Regions from separate parts of the Mus musculus genome. Here all the other regions are linked to region 1. The links are chromatin contacts, called in public Hi-C and HiChIP or PLAC-seq maps. All regions are on one chromosome and are shown on one strand. Each heading gives the region's core, a stretch centred on a gene start, on an enhancer-like site or on the middle of the called end of the contact. The rest is flanking DNA. Distances are from core to core; before and after follow the strand shown. Region 1 has its middle 21 kb from the start of Klrb1f. Region 2 holds the start of BC035044 (cDNA sequence BC035044). Region 3 holds the start of 2310001H17Rik (RIKEN cDNA 2310001H17 gene). Region 4 overlaps Gm38906 (a long non-coding RNA gene).

Region 1 (2,882 bases), core at 220-2,719:
CTAACATGTCGTGACCCAATAATAAAACAAAAAACTTGTAATGAAGCGGCACTCTGTTCAGCTTGAGCATGGGAATATGTCTTTAACAGCCTTCCCCTTCTCCCCATTCATCCTGCCTTGCTAAAAATTGTCACAGGATTTTAACCAGCCACAGTTATGAAACTATAAGGTTAGAATAATTGGGATAAAGCTTTTTATTATTATCAATTGGCTCTGAAATTATTGTATTGGCATCTTGTAAATTTTGATTTTATTGATATATAAATCTGATTGGTTAACTATAAGCATAACAGTTTTAATTCTACCAGATAATTGGGTGATGTGATGGCAGACTGTGGGGTGCTTAGGGCTTTGCATAGTAGCAAGAGGAACTGGGTGGGTGGGAGCCACCGCAGAGTTGGCAGGGTGAGAGACCATTGAGTGAGATGGCCTGCGGGAGCCCTGTGGCCCGTCAGTTGCTGGTACTAGTGCAAGAACATGTCAGTTCACATTTTTAAAATTTCCTACAACACAAAGTCACTAGATTATATTCACAAATCTAGCTCCCAAGATCTGTTTTCTTCTTTGCTAACTGACTTCTCCTGAGGCTGACTAATAAGTTAAAGTTATCAAAATATTGAAGTCCAGAAACCAAATTCCCACTTTGACTGACCTAATTAACTTGTCTGATCAAAATTAGACACCTCATTCTATACTGTTTTCCCTTGTAACTTTATAAGCTGCCATTTTCCTATGGGCTGTATCTGTCTCTTTTCTATACAGAGAGAGTTCTTTGTCCCACTCTTTGACAAATATCCCTTGACTATCTATCTCCCCTGTCCCCATTCTCTCCTTTCATTTGTTCTCTTCCCCTTGTCCTTCTTTTCCTATCTTCTGTCTCTGTTACTTATCTCTGCTTTCAATCTCTGGGACAATTCACCTTAGTGCTGAGAACTTGGTCTTGGAAGTCCTGAGCCATATTTTGTCTTTCAAGGGCCACATCTTTCATCTCAGTCAGGGTACTGTGGGCACAGGGTAGGACATAACAGATGGGTCATTACCATGCCCTTTGTTCTATGGATAAGAGTGATATGGTCACTATACTTTTGGTTGTCCTATTCTGTCTCCCTGTGGAAAAGGCCTAAAACCCCTGTGTTAGGACTTTAGTCATGGAAATTAAGAAAGATTGGAACCAGGGAGCTCATAGACAATCTATCCATTGAGACTCAACCCACCTTCCAGGTAGATTTATGTAAAATATTGCATCCAGAAGCTATTGGGGAATTGTTTGCTCAATCCTGTGAAGGAGAATACTCCTGGGGATGTGGATCCACTGGTGAAGAGAAAGGGCTCCTGTTTATCCAGTACTATGCCTTCCTGTCTGACTCTCTCTGCCCCCTAGCCCTGAGCTGCCAGAAGCCAGGCAAATATCATTGTTCTTGATGCCATAGTGAAATTGAGTCCTCTTGGGGACCCATTGATCCCTTTATAGTGATATGAAGGAAACCATCAGCACCCTCTTGTGGTCATAAGCAGTACAATCCATTGATCCCTTTATAGTGATATGAAGGAAACCATCAGCACCCTTCTGTGGTCATAAGCAGTACCATCCAAAATCCATAAAGGTTAGGGCCTGGCGTGAAGCCAAAGATCATTATCTAGAAGCTGGTAGAATATGGGGAGTCAGGTTATACCTAAATGGTCCAGACCCAGGCAACAAATTTACTATTCAAAAGAAAGCTGCCACTGGAGTCATCCAGCCTATTGGTCTAAACAAACCTATCTTGTTACCACTGAAATATGAACCTGTGAGGAGCGGGTGTGCTGGCAGTCCCAAAGGCACCAGGGACTGCAGCTAAGTCTTATGACTTGCACCTGACTTCCTCACCTGAATATAAGCCACAACCATCGTGAGAGCTGCGCAGGTGTACCAGGATACTGGTGAATCCATTTTGATGGAGATATGCCCCTGCTGCCCTGATTAGCTGAAGCTGCGTACCTGGTGAGGTGGCGTGGCCTGCTGTGCGTGGATGGGAACTGAGAGTATAAAAGAGTGAGAGGCCCAGGGTTCAGGGGAGATATAAACAAGGGAGAGATATAAACAGGGGAGATATAGAGAAAGAAGAAACAGGACTGAATAAACGTGTGCAGATGGATCCTGTAGCAGCGTCGTTCTTCCTGGCCAGTTGGGCATGCGCAAGAAGTGGTGCCGAAACCCGGGACCCAGGACAAGGGGACAAGAAACATCTTCAGGCACGAGCGAAGACCCCCTGCTACAGGGAGGATTCAGAACTGCATCACGAAGAAGAAGGGGTTAATAAAGGTTCCCGTAAAACAGACTGTTGAGAAGGATCTGGCGTGGATTCAGAACTTTCAGCAGTCAGTGGTTGCAGGCAGGGTAAGTTCAAGGTAAGTGAAACTTGCGACCCCAGGAGTTTGGGGAGGACCTCGGATAAAATAGAGGCAAGTATAAAGTTGCCAAGAAGCAGGCACAAGGTAACGAAAGGTTCCTGGTTTTGGGACAAGTTAAGGGTCACGGTTTTGGGACAAGTTAAGGAACTAGGATAACCTCAGTATAGTGATCAATAGATCCTCGCTGTGTAGTTATGCTTTTTTTCTCCCATTGACCCTTTGTGGGTAGGTCTGATAGTTTTGGTCTTGTTTGTTCTGATATATGGACTCTGTTACTGTTTGAAACTGTGTGTAGAGGCAGTCAAGACAGGTCAGAAAATCCTTACAGAGCAACACGAGAGTATGTCGGAAGAGGAGAAGGGCTTAAAAAGAAAAAGGAAAAAGAAAGGAGACACAGTGTTATCAGGTGGACAGAAAGGACAAAATAAAAGAGCTGAGGCAGAGGAGGAAGGCGAATTAGCTTCTGCTCCCCCTCCCTATGCGTCCTCGTC
Region 2 (2,882 bases), core at 236-2,735, 180 kb before region 1:
CTGTCTGCCACAAGCTGGGCTTGAGTCCCAGCGTGGTCACCTAGGCTGGGGACAAGGTTGCTACAGCTACCATGAATGTGGAACTGGGCTTTGGGTGCCAGGGCTGGGGTGGTGGGAGGTGTGGGGTATGGGCCAAGTCGGAGGCTCCAACCAAACAGACATCAGCATCTATCAGTGGATGAGTGTGGAAAACCTGTGATACATACTCCCATATATACTGGAATACTATGTACTAGTAAGATAGGATGTCTTTTGTGACAACATGGCTGGACCTGGGTGACATGCTGAGACAAATTAGTCAGGCACTGAAAGGCCAACATTGTTCATCAGTTGTAGAGGGGTTTGTTAGCTAAAAGCAGACAGGAGTTTACACTCTTTTCTTCGATTTGGAAAGATTTTTGAAATCACAGTGCAGAACCTGAAATCACAATGAAACCAAACCACTCCTTTACAATCTGAAGGGGTTTAGAAATCTCCCAAGACTTCCTTTCTATAGGGAGTGTGAGGAGGGCTGAGGAGGGCTCCCAGCAGCACATGGCTGAGAGGTGCTGGGGCTGGAAATGAGCACAGGCGAATTTATTATGCTATCATTTTATATTCTGTAGAACTAGAAAGAATTAAGGCTGGGAGTTCTGTGTGGATCCAAAATGCAAAAGCTCAGTGCTTAAAGCCTTCTTTCTAATCCTAAGGCTCCTTTCCCTCCTTGTTAATGTAATAGAAGCTTTCTGGTATTTTAGGTGTGCGAAAATGCACAAAATGCAAGGATTAAAGTCAGTGAAAACTCTGTAAAAACTATAATTAGCACTCAATAAAATTAATTCATTTGGTATACATTTCTGTGAATTTTGAAAACATATAATCAGGTGTTCTTCATTAAGATACATAGGGGCTGGAGACTTGGCTCAACCACTGAGAGCATTTATTGCTCTTGCTAAGGACTGAGGTTTCACTCCCAGCACACATATGGTGGCTCAACACCCACCCCTAATTCCAATTCCAGGGATCCAATATATTTTCTAAATTCCTCTAACAGTAATCATGCATGTAGTACACTACATACATACATACATACATTACATTCACACATTCTTACATTTAGCTGACAAAGCACTCTTAAATGTAAAATAAATAAGACTAAAACAGTCATTTTAAAAATATATACAGACCCCCTACCCTACCTGTTTCCCCGTTGTCTGCTGCAGACACTCTCACCACTCCTCCGCCACAGCCATGAGTAGTCACCTTTCCAGATGACTTAAAATGGGTCCATGAAGCAGAGAAGTCCCACAAGAGTTCTTTCAGCTTGTCACAGCAATGCCTTCTGCTCATCACTCACAGTGCAGTGCTAATCAGTAGTGTGTCAGAAACATGCACTGCTGGTGAGATGCTGAGGGATCATACCCATAGCATCGCCTACACAGAATCATGCTCTGAGTTCAGAAATTTTTAAGAATCTCACCAGCAAATACTATGCAAAGAGGTTGTGAAAAGCTGTCAGGAAACTTCTAGAGAAGTGATAGGAGGAAGTGAATAGTGGCAGTTGGGGGTCTCTTCACAAAGGAAACTGGGACTTCCTGTAGCTCTCTGACCTTTGCATGAGCTTACTTTCGGGTTAGTTTAGGGACACTTTGGGGAAGAAGCCCTTGGGACATTTGGCCTGTTAAAGTGGCATGAGATAAGGCAAGCACAGGCATGTGTTCCAAGTTGTTTCTTGTGTTGAGAGGTTTACCTTGTCATCAGCTTGGGGATATTTTAATGGTCACAAATGTGTCATTTTCACAGGGATCCTTAAAGCTGCTGCAAATATTCACATAAAGATGTCTTGCAACTTGAATTCCTTTCCAGCATGGGAATATGTGGGTAGGATGGGAGCATATCACATTTTACACTTACAAACAGCTTTGTAGAAGCTGTAAAATTTAGCCTTAAGAAGTTGTTAGTTCTACCTCAACATGGACATCCACATCAATGTATAACCATCCTGTTATGCAGACAGTGATTTTGCTCTTAAATCGAAGATGATTTTGCCCAAGACAAGTTCACAAACATTCCCTTACTTTTCTAAAAATCAAATGACTTTATGATATTAAGTTTTGTGCTTGGATCTCTATGTCTACAAATGGACTGTAGAAATTTATGCCTATTTATTTATTTATTTATTTTTTTAGGAGACAGATAGAAGGTTGTTTCAGTAGCACACACGGGAGTGATGCCATCTTTTCCCTGTCTAAAGACTGTTCATCTCTGTTAAGTGTCTCTTGACCACCCACATGTGTTTGACCTCATTGTGGAGTCCTGTTTTCTGCTGTGTTGTTTCAGTGTCTACTCTGATGCTAGCACCAGGCTTTCATTCCTGTTCCCATGAGAACATGAGACATCAGGTCAGGCCTTGTGATCTTTCTGATTTTGACCTCTTCATTCTCAGAATAATTTTTGACTATTAATTTTTGACTCTTTTTAATTTTCATATTACTTCTCATACAACTTGGTGCTATGATTTTTTTTTTTCTGAAGGCAACTACATCTCTGGAATATGTTACACATATATGTGTGTTCAGAAATTGTTGACATGAGCAATATGGAGTGTTCTAGTTCATTATGTGTTTAGCGCTGCCTTGATTTCTTTCTTTATTTCAAAAATGTAACATGTACGAGTGCTTCGCCTGCATAGATATCTATGGATTGTGTGCATTCCTAGTGCCCACCAAGGTTAGGAAAGTTCTCAGACTTCCTGAATATGGATTTACAGAGGCTTGTGAGCTCTTATATTGGTTCTAGATTTAACCCAGGTCCTCTGAAAGATCAACAAATGTTCGAAACCACTGAGCCAACTTTCCTTTTTATTTCTTTATATATTTACATGTAGTTTTTGTTATGCTGAC
Region 3 (2,882 bases), core at 271-2,770, 170 kb after region 1:
GGACTGTCAGAGAGTGAAGAAATTGCACTAAGCTTCATTGTTCTTTCTTTCCACAGTGGCTGGATTGTGACCAACTGCTTCAAAGGTCTGCTGCCTTCACTTTCCTCCAGTGATGCACTGTGATGATTTGAATGAGAAAAGCCCCTCATAGGCTCCTGTATATGAACACTTGGTCCCCAGTTGGTGGTGATGTTTAGGGGAGGTTGGGAAACCTTTAGGAGGTATGACCTTGCTACACTTAGTACACAGCTGGCGGTGGGTTGGGCTTGAAGAGTTTTTAGCCAATGAAGGAGAAGACCAAACAAATCAGGCAAGGAGACACACTAATGCACAGGTATTCCCAAAACAGTATGGGACATGAAAATCCATAAGATTATCAAATCATTGGGCCTGTAAAAGTGATACTATATGTTCTTCAAGGAAAATATGGGTGCCCTCCTCAATATCAAATTGAAAACTGTGCCAGTGTAAGAAAAGGGGGAGGGGGAGGCAAGATGCACAGTAAAAACCCCACTGCTTCTTATACTAAGAATTATCTGCTCTATAGACAATTACAGACCTAAGCAAAAGTCCTGAAACGAAGGTATCTGAGATGACTCACTGGGCTTTGCCGGGGCTACTGACCTGGGTACATTCCTGGGCCTCACATTTGACTGACACCGAAAAGTTGATCTCTAACCTTTATATGTACACACACACACACACACACACACACACACACACACACACAGTGAAATTACCAACATGTGTATGTTGAGAACTGGAGGGGCTACTCACCCTGAGAACGGAGAATCAGATGCACGGTGCTGGGAGCAAGAGAGCTGCCTTACTAGTCCGTGCAGTGACTAGCCTGAAAGCCACTGCCTTTTCAATTGTGCCACACCTGCAGATATTATCTACATGCAGCTTAACGCTCAGAAGGAGGGTCTCAACTCTCCCAGTTCTCTCCACTTCCTCCCTGCTAACTCCCCTGCCCCAGCAAAGAACACCTAGAGGGCCGCTCAGCAGTTTAAGAATGCTTGCTGCCCTTTTACCTGAAAATTTTAAGTAGTTCAGACAGCTCACTACCATCTGTTAACCCGAGTGCCGCAGCATTCAGTGCCCTCTGCTGAGCACTGGCGCACCTGCAGGCTTGCACACAGGAAGCTCCTCCCATCCTCTCCCCCTCCCTTCCCTCACACAGGAATGCAAATAAAAATATAACTTTAAAAGAACTCGAAGTGTCAACATCACGGTGTCATAAATAACACCGTGCAGAGCCCTATTTAAAATAAACAACCCTGCGGATTGTAGTGCTGCTCCCGGCTCCCTCAAAGCAAATTCTTTCATATGAAACAACAAAGTCTCATCCAACCGCATCGCTAATAACTAAAACGAAACACAAAACAAGTAAGGAGGGCATTGGTTGGAACCCGTGGGCGTCCCTGCTCCTCAAATAACTCTGAAACTCTTCCCTCAGGTATTCCCACTGTACCGAATCTGGAGATCTAAACTAGTCCTCCCTAGTCAGGTGGCGCCGGCTCCATCTCTGAGTTCTACAGGGCAGGAGCCCCAGCCTGGCAGGGCGGGGAGAGGTGGGGTGGGGCGGCACACGGGTGCCTGTCACAAGTCATATCCCGTGAAATGTGTATGTTAAGCCTCCAATTAAAACAGAAAGAGAAGAAATAATCTATCAAAAATCTAACAGACATCCCATCCCTCAGGAAAACAGTTCCATCTCCAATGGACATAAATTCTAATTAATAAACTTTTTTATTAAAAATAAAATTAATAAATAAAATTAATAAATGTTTCCGAACATCAAGACAAGGTGTGACATCCTTTCCTACCTCCTGTTTGTATCTTCTGCTTGTTGCTTGGCTTGTATCGTCCATAGTCATGACTCAAGCCAAAGATAAACTAAGTTTATAATTATAAGGTGCATTAACACACATCTCTTATTTGTTACCTCCCAGATACTCTTTCTTTTGCAAACATTTATAAGCTACTTTATATTGAAAAGTGGGTCAGGAAAACTAGTGATGTAAAGTGATGAATTTCATTTAACAGTTAATTACAATGAATTGATATAGAAAAGCTACCTCATAACTTATATGATTGTAAATCAATGCCTAAATAATTTCTTTCATGCATATACAACATTTAGTTTATATGATATTTTTCACAGATAGACATTCTATGTCCCCAAAGCTTTAAAGAGCTTTGTGAGAAAATGCTACTATACTGTGACAATTCACAGTTGATATGTAGAGAAAAAAACAAAACAAAACAAACAAACAAAAAAACAAGCCAAAAGAAAGAAAGAAACAAGCAAGCAAACAAACAAGCAAACAAACAAACAAGCAAACAAAAAACCAGACTACTTATCATTTCAGGCTTTAATTCTAGCGAAGTGATGAGATAAATCATTATGCAAGTCACATCAGCTAAAGCACACATAGACTCAGTCAAAACATCAGAGGTGTAAAAAATTCCGTGGCTAAACAAGTCAAACCAACTTTTCAAATCATGTATCAAGCAGCAATCCCTCTATCTAGTTTCTATCACACTGGGGCCGTGAGAACCATCAAGAGACTATTGAAAGAGATTCTCACCTGGACACCGCTTCTCAAAAATTCCATTTCCAGAATCACTGCAGCTACGGGATTCTGTAAGAAAATAGCCACGCTAAGAGCAATAGAAATAGAAATAGAACTATTTGCAGAGAGACACTCACAAAGTCTATTTGTACCCACCTCTCTGCCCATCTTGCATTAGTGTCTGTGTCTGCATGACTTAGAGGTCATTGTGAACTTGCTATCTCTGACTGCTGATGCTCATGCATATAGTTCAAGTATGATGCGTGGTGGTGAGGGTTCAGGTGAGAGATAAAAGACTCAAGA
Region 4 (2,882 bases), core at 204-2,703, 150 kb after region 1:
AGTGTATAGAATGTTCCACAGAACAGAAAGAAAATAGTTTTCACAATGACCCATAGACCTTCCATTAAAACTGACCATGCCATTGGCCGTGAAGCAAACCTTAATAAATTGAAAAACAACAAAATAAGTCCTCAAGTATTTCTAGGCGACAGTGGGATGAAACTAGAGGTCAATAGCTAGACTGGCCTCAGAAACACACACACATACTTCTGAGATAGAACAACACAACACTGTTTTGAACAATGGGCTGTTGATGAAACCAGGGAGGAATTGGAAGAGTTCCCAATATTCAATGGAACTAGAACAAAGGGATAGGGAGATGACTTAGTGGGTAGAGTGCTTATCCTGTGAATATGAAGTTCTGAGCTCAAATCCCCCAAACTTAAGTAAAGCCAACCTCTGTAGCATACATGTGAAATCTCAGTACTCCTATGGAGAGAGGGAAGGCAGACAGGAAAATCTTCAAAGCCTACAGGCTAGCTAGCCTTGCGTACATGGTGGGGAAAAACAAAGAGACCTTTGCCAGTAGCTACAGCATCTTCTAAATCACTGCTCACCTTTAGTCTTTATGCTTTAGAAGGCATAGTCACTGTGGCAGCACAACACACATGCATATAATTGGAGAGATAAAGACAAAAGAGACCTTTGCCAGTGGCTACACGTCATCTAACACCCCTCACCTAGTCATTGTGGCAGCATAACACACATGCATATATTTGGAGAGACATGGTCTGTTTGGTGGACTAGTCCCAGGATGCTCCTTCCTGTGGTAGTCATAATTTGTCTTATATTAAGTGTCTTAATATATTTTCTCTAGTGTTAAATTCTTTGCTATTCAAATGATCCCAGTTATTAGCTATAGGCTGAAGCTCTTTTCCATCAGATGGAAGCCAAATCCAAGGGTAGTGGTATCCCTTAGTATCGGTGCTGTGAGTTACTGTTCTTTCTTCACAGCATAGTCTCTGCATTGCTTCAAAGACTGAGTTGACAGGAGGAGGTGGTCATAGAAGCTCGACAGTCGTCTCCTAGGCACAAGAGTGACAACTATCCAGAAAGACTTTTCTCATTCTGGACAAGCAGATCCTTTTGCTTGTTTATGAGAGGAATGAGCCAGAAAGGCCTGGCCAAGAAAATGTCACTCCCTTCAAAATATAGGCCAGCCAACTAATTCTTAGTAAATGGAAGCTAGGTAAACGACATATTCTACATACTTGTAGGACCTTACACACACACCAGGGCAAGGGCATTTCTCTCAGAGGGTATTATAGCATATGCCTTGTTTTATTTACCATCCAGAGCATTTGAGAGCTGTATTTCAGTTGCTGCTTTTCCTGTAACTGATACATAAGGAAATGCAAGACAGATGAAATCCAAGAAGCTGGGTGTGTTCTGTGCTTTGGCAGCACAATGTGATCTTCTGTTAGGCTGGTGACACAGAGTCAGATATCTTGTGGCCAAGAGCCATAGCAATGAGATATAGCTGAGTCAGACGTATGATCAGCAGCTGATCCTCTTCTGAGTGATCTGTTGACAAGCAACAATGTTGAGCCGATGAAGCAGATTAAATACAGGCCAAGAATCTACAGCATTATCAACTTATCCCCAAGTTCAAGCGACAGATAGTATCACTTTGGACTGAAGTTCTGCCTTTTGGTCATATCTGCCTTTTGGTCATATCTGCCTTTTGGTCATATCTGCAGGCATTTTTGACATCCTATTGGAGATAATACATATAATATTTAGGAGTGCTGAAGAATAAATTAGCACTATGTATGAAGTCAGTAACATTTCAAACTAATGCAAGCTAGAATGATGGTGGAGTAGAGGTGTCAAGAATCTGTCCTGTCTAACGATTCATGTCTCATAGTCTGTTTGAAGTAAGTCCAGTGTTTTTCATCTGATCAGCATGCTGACCTTAAAGCCATCATAAGTTTAAAATGTCATTTGGATACTTTATCTACTGAGCACCATAGCTAAGCCACACAGTGTAGTGTCTGTTGCTGGTCAGATGGCTGATGAGGAGGTGCAACTGCAGTGCCTAGTGTCCTGAGAACGTTCCTGCCTCATGTTACTAGCCTGCAGTAGTGGCATATGCCTTTAATCCCAGCACTTGGGAGGCAGAGGCAGGAGGATTTCTGAGTTCGAGGCCAGGTCTACAGAGTGAGTTCAAAATCCAGCATTTGAAGTGTAGTTTCAATTGAAGCCCATGACTTTGGTTCTACCAGAAAGTCCACAGTCATAAGTTAAGTCATGCTGAGCTGAAGAGTACCTGTGTGTTGGACATCTTGACTATAACTTGTACCTTGAGTCTTAACTGAATACTTGTGGCAGCAAGCACATATTTCTTTGAATACATTTTTCTACTTTGATAACTTTGTATTTGTGTATATTTTGGTTACACTTTAGTGTACTCTCCTACAGGCTATGATTCCATGAGCCTCTGGAATGTCTGTTTGCATTTCCGGTGTAACAGCAGGAGTCTAGAGAGCAATGAAGACCTCTTTCTTCGAATATCAGAACTGAGTATCTGATTTTTGCTACATTTGCTTTCTCAGAGACAGACAGAAAAGACTGAAGTGGATTGAGTTTAAAGGATTTATACTCCTTTTTTTTTCTACTCTGGGAAGGAAGGATTCCAAGGGGATTTTTTTTTCAGATAGACAGATAACTGCAGAGACAACAGAACAAAATTTTAAGGGCCATGTGAAAGCAATGTGTATTCTACAAAAATAGATTAGAAAGTTTCAGACAGTTATACGTCTTCCAAAGCAAGATTTAACACAGTCCCTGGAGAGCTAAAGAATTAAATTATCAGAGTAACCCAATATGATTTTTGTAACATCTGTTCCTCAGCAAAAATGTTGCAAGATGTTCAAAGAACG

Evidence for each region. Hi-C and Micro-C count contacts between places; a contact is called where the count stands out from the background. HiChIP or PLAC-seq counts read pairs in DNA pulled down with a chosen protein or histone mark.
Region 2: a contact with region 1 is called in a BATF HiChIP or PLAC-seq map of CD8 T cells, with 7 read pairs. The contact joins the promoter of BC035044 here to the enhancer-like site in region 1. A contact is called at or near these places in 16 of 39 promoter capture datasets (the 3T3-L1 cell line, the C10 cell line, the HPC-7 cell line and 12 more), 4 of 15 datasets of contacts at CTCF or cohesin (CD8 T cells, the NIH/3T3 cell line, large pre-B cells and 1 more), 3 of 484 Hi-C or Micro-C datasets (CD4 T cells, bone marrow-derived macrophages and granulocyte-monocyte progenitors), 13 of 115 datasets of contacts at active chromatin or transcription factors (the 230-238 cell line, CD8 T cells, the HPC-7 cell line and 9 more) and 3 of 9 other capture datasets (adipose tissue, liver and macrophages).
Region 3: a Hi-C map of B cells shows a contact between it and region 1, with 7 times the contacts expected there. The contact joins the promoter of 2310001H17Rik here to the enhancer-like site in region 1. A contact is called at or near these places in 13 of 39 promoter capture datasets (the 3T3-L1 cell line, 3T3-L1-derived adipocytes, the C10 cell line and 8 more), 5 of 15 datasets of contacts at CTCF or cohesin (CD8 T cells, the NIH/3T3 cell line, large pre-B cells and 2 more), 27 of 484 Hi-C or Micro-C datasets (B cells, the C10 cell line, the CH12 cell line and 19 more), 18 of 115 datasets of contacts at active chromatin or transcription factors (the 230-238 cell line, CD8 T cells, DN3 thymocytes and 10 more) and 1 of 9 other capture datasets (embryonic stem cells).
Region 4: a BATF HiChIP or PLAC-seq map of CD8 T cells shows a contact between it and region 1, with 5 read pairs. The contact joins two enhancer-like sites. A contact is called at or near these places in 1 of 15 datasets of contacts at CTCF or cohesin (CD8 T cells) and 4 of 115 datasets of contacts at active chromatin or transcription factors (CD8 T cells, bone marrow-derived macrophages, fetal liver and 1 more).

What each region holds. Positions count from the first base shown.
Region 1 is chr6:129,065,677-129,068,558 of GRCm38.p6, forward strand. No RefSeq gene overlaps it. Among named protein-coding and RNA genes, the nearest start is that of Klrb1f, 21 kb to the left of the region's middle. Within about 2 kb of position 1,470, at least 18 of the 459 cell types and tissues checked have an H3K27ac peak or open chromatin away from gene starts, as enhancers often do. A contact at or near this core is called in B cells, CD8 T cells, acute myeloid leukemia and 4 more, where this site is marked.
Region 2 is chr6:128,889,639-128,892,520 of GRCm38.p6, forward strand. BC035044 (cDNA sequence BC035044) reads right to left here and starts at 1,486. Exons shown (of 3, transcript NM_001254946.1): 1 at 1,179-1,486. The coding sequence starts at 1,329. The region is part of intron 1 of Clec2i (C-type lectin domain family 2, member i); the gene reads left to right.
Region 3 is chr6:129,236,962-129,239,843 of GRCm38.p6, forward strand. 2310001H17Rik (RIKEN cDNA 2310001H17 gene) reads right to left here and starts at 1,521. Exons shown (of 4, transcript NR_040268.1): 1 at 1,475-1,521; 2 at 778-883.
Region 4 is chr6:129,215,013-129,217,894 of GRCm38.p6, forward strand. All of the region lies in intron 2 of Gm38906 (a long non-coding RNA gene), which reads left to right. Among named protein-coding and RNA genes, the nearest start is that of 2310001H17Rik, 22 kb to the right of the region's middle. Within about 2 kb of position 1,454, at least 117 of the 459 cell types and tissues checked have an H3K27ac peak or open chromatin away from gene starts, as enhancers often do. A contact at or near this core is called in CD8 T cells, where this site is marked.